Regions from separate parts of the Bos taurus genome. Here region 1 is linked to region 2. The links are chromatin contacts, called in public Hi-C maps. All regions are on one chromosome and are shown on one strand. Each heading gives the region's core, a stretch centred on a gene start, on an enhancer-like site or on the middle of the called end of the contact. The rest is flanking DNA. Distances are from core to core; before and after follow the strand shown.

Region 1 (5,137 bases), core at 868-3,367, 280 kb after region 2:
GTTTTTCAATAGCTTTCTTGCAGGGACTTTCCTCAATGACAGAAACTTGTCCCCAGTGTTCAGTTAACCTGAGGTTTTCCTGATGGTTGACTACTTAATTCTCCAAATTCAGGTTCTCATAGTAAAATAACCTGCTCTTTCTACTTCTGGGGTTGTTCCATGAGCAGAGTAGCTTGTTCAGTCTCTAAGTTGTGTCTGACTCTTTGTAACTCCATGAACTGAAGCATGCTAGGCTTCCCTGTCCTTTGCTATCTCCCAGAGTTTGCTCAAACTCATGTCCATTGGGTTAGTGATGCCACCCAACTATCTCATCCTCAGTCACCCCCTTCTCCTCCTGCCTGCAATCTTTCCCAGGATCAGGGTTTTTTTTTCCAATGAGCTGTCTCTTAGCATAAGTGGCCAAAGTATTGGAGCTTCAGCATCAGTCCTTCCAATGAATATTCAGAGTTCATTTCCTTTAGGATTCACTGATTTGATCTCCCTGCTGTCCCAAGGACTTTCAAGAGTCTTCTCCAGCACCGCAATTCAAAGGCATTAATTCTTCAGCACTCAGCCTTCTTTATGGTCCAACTCTCACATCTGTACATAACTACTGGAAAAACCATAGCTTTGACTCTACAGCCCTTTGTCGGCAAAGTGATGTCTCTCCTTTTTAATATGCTATCTAGGCCTGTCATAGCTTTTCTTCCAAGGAGCAAATGTCTTTTAATTTCATGCCTGAACTCACCATCCGCAGTGATTTTGGAGCCCAAGAAAGTAAAATCTGTCACCGTTTCCACTTTTTCTCTATTTGCCATGAAGTGCTGAGACCATATGCCATGATCTTAGTTTTTTGAATATTGAAGAGTAGCTGGTGTTCTTTAATCTGGGGCTGCCCATATGCAGCCCTGATTATCATTCTTGTTGGCATACAGAGGAACTTTTAACTTGTCTGTGCATTCAGGTTGTTGCTCTCTGAAATCTGTGCCTTGATGACTGGTGACTTTGCTACCACTGCAAGGAGTGTGATGTATGTCTACATGACTTTTGTTAAGCTTCTGACAAAAGCCAGAGCAGCCCAGACACTGATCCACTGAGGAATGTAAACTCCAAATAGAGCAATTTAAAAAATTCTGCTCAGTTGTGTCCAACTCTTTGCAACCCCACAGAACGTAGCCTACTAGGCTCGTCTGTCCATGGAATTCTCCAGGCAAGAATACTGGAGTGGGTAGCCATTCTCTTCTCCAGGGGATCTTCCCAACCCAAGGATTGAACCTGAGTCTCCTGCATTGCAGGTAGATTCTTTACTGTCTGAACCACCAGGGAAGCCCCCTAATATAACATATTGGTCATGCAATATGGTTATTTACCTGCCTCTTCCATTTTCTTACTTTTAACAAGTGCTTTGGTTCTTTAGGGTTTCCTTGGGCTTCCCTGGTGGCTCAGATGGTAAAGAATCTGCCTGCAATGTGGGAAATCTGGGTTCAATACCTGGGTTGGGGAGATCCCCTGAAGGAGGGCACGGCAACCCACTCCAGCATTCTTGCCTGGAGAATCCAGATGGACAGAGGAACCTGGCAGGCTATAGTCCATGGGGTGGCAAAGAGTCAGACACAACTAAGTGACTAAGCACAGTTAGTCCCTTAGGGAAGACAAAATATGAATCCCAGGGGAATTTCCACTGAATTCCTAGAACACAGGTACCCTAAATGTGGTGTTCTTTTTGGTTCAGTCTACTTGATCCTTAGGAACATTGTCTGAATATCAGTAACTATTTTCAAGGTAGCCTACCTTTCTCATATAGTGTCTTCCAGAAGCCGCTATCATAAGGAATCCCTTCAGCATACTTATTCTGCATTCAGTCATGTCTTTGCCAGGAAACTGGGGATATCTAGTTTGTCCACAGTCTGTAGGGTGGCTAAGGGATCTCTCACCTTCAGGGTGGACCCACAAGATAAGCTTTTGGGGAGGAGGTTTTGTTGGGGAGGAGTCTTGTGTTAGCTATTAAGGAGAATTCCAAAGTGAAAGCTTTGCTCTTGGTCATCTGAGCATTTCTTTCTCATTGAAGAATTTCAGGGCATTCCAGTTTGGCTCAGAATGTTTGTTGGTTGGTCACTAAGTCATGTTTGACTATTTTGCAACCCCATGGACTATAGCCCACCAGGCTCCTCTGTCCATGGAATTCTCTAGGCAAGAACACTGGAATGGGTAGCTATTCCCTTCTCCAGAGGATCTTCCCGACCCAAGGATGAAACCTGTGTCCCCTGCACTGGCAGGTGGACTCTTTACCACTGAGCCACCTGGGAAGCCCTTGGTCCAGAATATGAAGTGCTTAATTGAAGTAAAAGCAGGTCTTTCTTGGAGTAGCTGTGAGCTATAATAGTTCCACACCATCCCCACATCAGGAATGATATGACAGGACTTTGTGTTGTAAGAAATACTTCCAGAAAATATACTGAGATAGTTTTTATGAATTTCTTTCTCCTCTAGTATTTATTGAGCTCAATCCCAATTTATTCTCAGACATTCTGTTTTAATTACCTAGGATGGGGACCAGGGCTCCTGATGATCTGAATATGAAGCCTGCAACGGCAGCCACCAACCACCCACACCCTTCATTCCACACATGAGGAAATCAGGGGATTAATTAAAATGGTACCAATGTAGCATATTTAAGTAAAAAATTTTTCATAAGTAAGTAGTTAATAATTTTTAAAACATGAACCTTCTTGACCAAGGGAGGCTTAACTGTTTGAACAACTGTTTACCATTTCCACTTGTTTTTTTCTAGGAACTAAAGGTCTTCCTTATCCCTGATATTAACTCTGTGAACACAGATTAACCTTTATAACCTTTTTTAAAAAAAAAAAAAAAAAGAACTACCAGCCAAATATTTACCCACAGGAGCTGACACAAACAAGTTTAAAAAGAAAAAAGAATAAAACTTAAAATAACATAGCTGACTCTCACTTTCAACTTTCTCTAACAGAACTTTAGTATAAAAAGAGTTAGAAGAGCTATTTTAAGTAGCTTACAAAATTAAAAACCAAACAAGGATTAAAATATGAGAGGCTAGGCTTCCCTGGTGGTCCAGTGGTTAAGAATCCACCTACCAATGCAGGGGACACAGGTTCAATCCTTGGTCCGGGAAGACCCCTCAGGGCAACTAAGCCTGTGTGCCACAACTACTGAGCCCACGCTCTGGAGCCTATGCTCTGCAACATGAGAAACCACTGCAATGAGAAGCCCGCATGCCTCAAAGAAGAGTGGCCCTCACTTGCTTCAACAAGAGAAACCACACGCAGCAACAAAGACTCAGCCAAAAATAAATAAATAAATAAATAATCTTTTAAAAATCCAAGAGGTAAGCAGGTGCCATGGTGATTTTTTAAATGGCTGAACCTTCTTTGACACACCTCCCTCCAAGAGCAGGGTCTATTCCCTCCCCTTGACACAGAAAGGTTAGTGATTGGTTTAACCAATAAAGCAGGACTCAACAAACCTTTTCTTTAAGGACCAGATAGTAAATATTTTAGGCTTTGCAGACCATATGGTTTCTGTTGCAACTACTAAACTCTGCATCAGAGCATGAAAGCAGCCATAGAAGGTATGTAAACAAATGGACATGGCTGTGTTCCAATGATACCTTTTTTATAGAGACAGGTGGCAGGCTGGATTTAGCATCAAGCCATAATTTGCTGATCCCTGCCATCAATAGAGTATGGAAGACGTGATGCTCTGTGACTGCTGAAAGTAACAGTGTTAGCTGCTCAGTCATGTCCGACTCTTTTCCAACCCCATGGACTACAGCCCCCCAGGCTCCTCTGTCCATGGGCTTCTCCAGGAAAGAATGCTACCTTGAGTTTGCCATTCCCTTCTCCAGGGGGTCTTCCTGACCCAGGGATTAAATCCAAGTCACCTGCATTGCAGGCTGATTCTTTATCACTGAGCCACAAGGGAAGCTCTATGATTGCTGAGGTGAAGTCATAAAAGGCCACAGAGATTCTACCTGTGTCTCCTGGAACACTCAGCTTCCTCTTGGAACTTGGCCACTATCCTGGGAGAAGCCCGCATCAGAAAGAGAGGACCCACACAGGTGCTTCATGTCATCCAGGTGCCAGCATGAGCATGAGGAAGCCTCCACATGATTCCAGTTTCCAGCCTTTCAAACCCCCCTCAACCTTTGAGTCTTCTCTGCAGAGGTTTTGGACATCGTGGAGCAGAGATAAAACATCCCCACCATACCATCTGAATTCCATAAGGATAATAAAACTGTTGTTGTTTTTATGTGACTAGGTTCGAAGGCAGTTTGTTGTGCACCAATAAATAATGAGGATAGATTAACTGAAAAAGTATAAGAGCCCATGTGGAAGGCTAAGAATCAGTGCTTGACACTGTTGCAGTTTCAGATACTTTGTTGTTGTTCAGTTGCTCAGTCATGTCCAAATTTTTGTGACCCCACGGATGGCAGCACACCAGGCTTCCCTGTCCTTCTCTATCTCCGGGACTTTGCTCAAACTCACCATTGAGTCAGTGATGCCGTCCAAACATCTCATCCTCTGTCGTCCCCTTCTCCTTCTGCCTTCAATCTTTCCCAACATCAGGGTCTTTTCCAATGAGTCAGCTCTTCTGATCAGGTGGCCAAAGTATTGAAGCTTCTGCATCAGTCCTTCCAATGAATATGTAAGGTTGATTCCCTTTAGGACTTACTGATTGGATCTCCTTGAAGTCCAAGGGACTCTCAAGAGTCTTCTCCAACACCACAATTCAAAAGCATCAATTCTTCGACGTTCAGCCTTCTTTATGGTCCATCTTTCACATCCATATATAACTAGTGGAAAAACCATAGCTTTGACTATACGGACCTTTGTTGGCAAAGTGATGTCTGTTGTTTAATATGCTGTCTAGGTTTTCATAGCTTTTCTTCCAAGAAGCAAGCGTTTTTTTAAATTTCATTGCTGCAATCATTGTCCACAGTGATTCTGGAGCCCAGGAAAATAAAATCTGCCACTGTTTCCACTTTTTTCCTAGATTCTTTGTAAGTAATACTTAAAATTTATGATGCTAGTCTATACTAGAAAAGCTTTCTAACATTAAGTAGTATGAACTATGCTAGTAGTCACATTTAAATTACAGTGAATTGATTTCATCACAGCAA
Region 2 (5,007 bases), core at 916-3,415:
ATCATGGGTCAGTCTCCACTCCCTATAAGACAACTTCCTGTGTTACATCACATCAAATTAACGAGCCTAGACACATGTAAGATGGAGGAGAAACTGTTCTGCAAAAGAGTTCTAGTTTCCTATAAACATCAAATTTCATTTTCTCTGGCAGAACACTAGTCACAAAGACCCACACAAAGACCCACATAGACCCAAGGGCCCTGACTGACATTTCAAGCATTCCAGCTCCAGATGTGTTCAGCCACTAGGAAAAAGAAACCCAAATTATTTTAAGCAGAGTCATTTCACAAACCAGCAGCTGTCCCCTGGATAAATTCTGAGTGTTTTAGTTGTAGTTACAAGCAATAATTTCCAATGTACTTATTCATTCAAAAAATATTTATTGACTAATTTTTGGAGAAGGAAATGGCTACCCATACCAGTAATCTTGCCTGGGAAATCCCATGGACAGAAGAGCCTGGAGGGCTACATTCCATAGGATGGCAAGAGGTGGACTCGACTCAGCAACTGAACCACCACCACATTCTATGTACCAGGACTGGGGACATAATGGCAATGGCTTGGAGTCCAGAGAGGGACACAAGTTCTAGCAGACAGTACTTATTTCACTCCCTTGTGCCAGGTATAGCACTGGACACCTTAAATACAGGGGAAGGTATGATTATCTCCACGGTACAATGAAGAAGTCAAGGTGAAAAGAAGTCCAAAAGACAAGCTCATGCTGCTAGTTAGTGGAAGCATCAAGATCAGAAGTCATGTGACCTGACTTCCTGGGCAGGACCTTCCACTTAACCAGGAACTTGGGTAGAAAATAAACATTTACATCTTCACTAATTTCTAACTGAAATTTAGCACTTTCTTGAATTTTATACAGTGGCTCAGATGGTAAAGAATCTACCTGCAATGCAGAAGACCTGGGTTTGATCCCTCAGTGGGGATGATCCCTTGGAGAAGGGAATAGCTACCTACTCCAGCATTCTTGCCTGAAGAATCCCATGGACAGAGGAGCCAGGCAGGCTACAGTCCATGGCATTGCAAAGAGTCTAACACAACTGAGTAACAAACACTTCTTTCTTCTCAGGCAACAAACCCCAGCAGATACATGCAGTACCTATGACTTTATCACCAATAGAAATCACAGATATTTTCTTATATTACAGGTATTACCCAAATCTTGAAATATTATTTATGTTTGTTACTATTTCAAAATTATGATAGCTATTAGATCCACTGCTAGATGATATTACTTAATGCATTATTTTTAAAAGGCATATATACTACTACATCAATTCTCTTAATATTTGGACAAGTGATTTGGAATAGGTTTCCCTTATAACACTCTGCCTTTTATTTTACACCTTCAAAAGCACTGAACCTAAAAGTGGTCCTTAGTCTCCCCAAAACTGCCAAAGTGGTACATGGCACAAAAATGGGTCAGAACCCTACACCACAGCAATGGGGAGCCCAGGCAAATCCAGAGCTCTGCTCCCTGTGTTTTTGAGTAAGAGGCTAGGTTGGGATTTTTATTATTAAAAGAGAGAAACGAAGAGAAAGGAAAGCACCCCAATTTCACCAGAGAACCCTTTCCACCAGTTCCTGTTTAGCACAGGCCCTAAATGCTCTCTCCACGGCTGGTTCCAGCCATAGCTGAAGGATACTTCTTGAGCCCCCGCCCCTCCATCCCACAGGCTGTGTGGATAAACGCGCCCTACTGTGGGCAGACCAGCAGACGTCACCTCCTACCCCCGGGGGCTGAGAACCCCTTGCGCACTGGGACCACGCCGGAGTGACACAATCAACAAGTGAAAGATGCCAGAAATTCCTACACACCAGGGTACCAAGAAATTCCCATACACAAGACCACGGATACATTGGTTTTCAACCTCCCCTCGCAGGGCAGCAGCTCCACGACTCCAGCACGTCGCAAGACCCGGGTTCTAGCAGGGGCTGCAAGAGCTGTGGATGCCGCGGGTGGAGAAAAAAAGTGGGAAGCGAAATGGAACGCGATGCACAGGGGCTGCGCTGTCCCAGATGCGGGACAGAGCTGGGTTAACAATCGGCTTTAGGGGTGACCTCTCTCCCGCCGGGTCCCTTTTCCCTGGCCAAGTGCCTCATACCGGCCGCGGGATGCCTCTTACCCAGAGGTGCGTGGAGCCTCGGGCCACAGCGTTGGCGCAGTAAAAGCTGCCGCTTCCTGCAAGGGCTCGCGGCCTCTGCTGGGGCCCGTGCGGTCCCCGGGCGGAGGCTGGAGGCGGGGAGAGCGAGCCTCCCCCCACCCCCGGAAAGTTCCGGAAAGGTCCCGCCGCTGCCCCGCCCGGCGCCACAGCCCGGGTGTAGCCTGCACTTGGCCTTGGTTCCCCGGGCGCATGGGGGACAGCCGGGGGCGCGGGTTAAGCGGGTTAGGGGCACTGCCGGCAGGGCAGACTCGCCCCTACACAGTGCCCCGTGCGGTGCAGCGGGACCCCTTGGTGCCTCAGAGGAGGGCACGGAGGCCACCTGTCGCCCACCCCCTACCCCCCCCCCCCATCCCGTGTGCCTACATTGTTGCGTAACTGGGAGGGACAAAGGTGAAGGCGGGTCTGGGGAATAGAGGCCTGGCGGTTTGTGTCGGGTCCTCCAGTGAGCCCTGTGCTTCTCATCTGGTCCCCAGGGCTGTCCAGAGAGACCGCTTTCCCGCGCTTCTTTAACACGTAAAAGGTAACCGAGGCTGAGAGAAGCCCCCAAACTTGCCTTGGTAAGCAAGCGCCAGAGCAGCGCTCTCAACCCCAGGATGGAGGTCACGGTGAGCAGGCTTTCAGACACTGATCTCCACGCAACGTTGGGTCCTACTTTCATGAATGGACGTTTTCAATTGGCTGCTCTTTCTAAGTAGGTGTGAAACGCAGGTGAATAGTTCTCCACTACGTCAGATCTAGAACGCCTTTTTATAACATATAGGATGTCCAGAAGTCTTACTGCAATTTTAAGCTTTAATAATTTCAGATGTGAGTTAACAAACTTTCCTTTAAAAAGTGCCTTGAAAGTTTAATTATTACTTTTACATTTCATTCTGTGAATTTTGAATAATCTCTTTTGAATTTTTTGTTTCAGTCAACTTTTTAAGGTGAAATCCTAGCAAACCAAAAATTGAGGCAATCACAGAGAAGTAGGAGCCTAATAAAGTTGAACTTCTGAGCTCCTCCCTCTGGTTTTGTCTTGTTAGGTTTATCTTTTGAGGTAACGCTGGTTTATATTATGTGTTCCACTTCTGTCTGTATACCCTACAGCACTGCTGCTACTAAGTCGCCTCAGTCGTGTCCGACTCTGTGTGACCCCATAGACGGCAGCCCACCAGGCTCCCCTGTCCCTGGGATTCTCCAGGCAAGAATACTGGAGTGGGTTGCCATTTCCTTCTCCAATGCATGAAGGTGAAAAGTGAAAGTGAAGTAGCTCAGTCCTGTCCGACCCTGAGCGACCCCATGGACTGCAGCCTACTGGGCTCCTCCGTCCACGGGATTTTCCAGGCAAGAGTACTGGAGTGGGGTGCCATCGCCTTCTCCCTACAGCACACTTACCACCAAAAATTGTTTCCATCTAATTTTTTAATCCATCCAACACTCTGTGTCTTTCAATGTGTGAATTCAACCCATTTACATTTAGGATGATTATTGATAAATGAGGACTTAATATTGCCATTTTATCCTTTAGTTTCTGGTTGCTCTATATCTCCATTGTTCCTTTTCCTTTTGTTTCTGTCTGCTATTTTAGTTTGGTGGTTTTCTGTGATATTTTTGTCAATTTCCTCTTTTTTTTTTTTTTTTTTTTAATGTTTCATGTCTCTGCTCTAGATTTTTGTTTTCTGGTCACCATGAGATTTGTATAAAATGTCTCATAGGTAAAATAATCCTTCTACTGGTAGTATCTTATCTTTATTTACCTACATAGGCTTCTTCCTTTTCCTTTCCTTTTTTTTTTATTTCTGTTGTCTCACATTATCTCTTTACGTTGTTACAAAGTTGAAGTATACACTAGTTTTGTGTGTGTGTGTTTTTTTCTGCTCTCCTCCTTAACCTTTATGCTATAATAGTGTTTAAAACCTAATCTTATTGAGAGTTGCAATTTTCTGGTTCTATGTATTCAGTTCAGTTCAGTTGCTCAGTCCTGTTCGACTCTTTGCAACCCCATGAACTGCAGCACTCCAGGCCTCCCTGTCCATCACCAACTCCCGGAGTTCACTCAAACTCATGTCCATCGAGTCGGTGATGCCATCCAACCATCTCATTCTCTGTCATCCCCTTTTCCTCCTGCCCCCAATCCTTCCCAGCATCAGTCTTTTCCAATGAGTCAACTCTTCGCATGAGGTGGCCAAAGTACTGGAGTTTCAGCTTTAGCATCAGTCCTTCCAAAGAACACCCAGGACTGATCTTTAGAATGGACTGGTTGGATCTCCTTGTAGTCAAGGGACTCTCAAGAGTCTTCTCCAACACCACAGTTAAAAAGCATCAATCCTTCGGCGCTCAGCTTTCTTCACAGTCCAACTCTCACAACCATACAAGACCACTGGAAAAACCATAGCCTTGACTAGACGGACCTTTGTTGGCAAAGTAATGTCTCTGCTTTTGAATATGCTATCTAGGTTCTATGTATCACCTTGCTCAAAGTTTTATGTATTTTGCCTTTCTGTTTTCTGGTAGAAGAGCTCCTTATAAGATTTCTTATAAGGAAGTGTAGTAGTGATGAACTCCCTCAGTTTTTGTTTGCCTGGGAAAGTGTTTATTTCTCCTTTATATATGAATGATAACTTTACTGTATAGAGTATTCTTGGGCAACAGTGTTTAATCTCTCAATATTATAAGAATGTCATTCCACTTCCTCCTGGCCTGCAGGGTTTCTGCTGAGAAATCTGCTGAAAGCCTAATTGGGGTTCCTTTGTATGTTACCATCCTTTTTTCCCTAGTTGCCTTTAAAATCCATTCTTTTTAAAAATAATTTTATTTATTTTTGGCTGTGCTGGGTCTTCGTTGCTGC

Evidence for each region. Hi-C and Micro-C count contacts between places; a contact is called where the count stands out from the background.
Region 1: a contact with region 2 is called in a Hi-C map of liver, with 2.5 times the contacts expected there. The contact joins the enhancer-like site here to the promoter of SQOR in region 2. A contact is called at or near these places in 2 of 11 Hi-C or Micro-C datasets (liver and skeletal muscle).

The regions. Positions count from the first base shown.
Region 1 is chr10:65,140,309-65,145,445 of ARS-UCD2.0, forward strand. No RefSeq gene overlaps it. Among named protein-coding and RNA genes, the nearest start is that of GATM, 44 kb to the left of the region's middle. Within about 2 kb of position 2,118, at least 2 of the 102 cell types and tissues checked have an H3K27ac peak or open chromatin away from gene starts, as enhancers often do. A contact at or near this core is called in liver, where this site is marked.
Region 2 is chr10:64,862,697-64,867,703 of ARS-UCD2.0, forward strand. It overlaps SQOR (sulfide quinone oxidoreductase), which reads right to left and starts at 2,166. Exons shown (of 10, transcript NM_001040511.2): 1 at 2,139-2,166. It overlaps LOC132346378 (a long non-coding RNA gene), which reads left to right and starts at 2,305. Exons shown (of 2, transcript XR_009496218.1): 1 at 2,305-2,984; 2 at 3,091-3,181.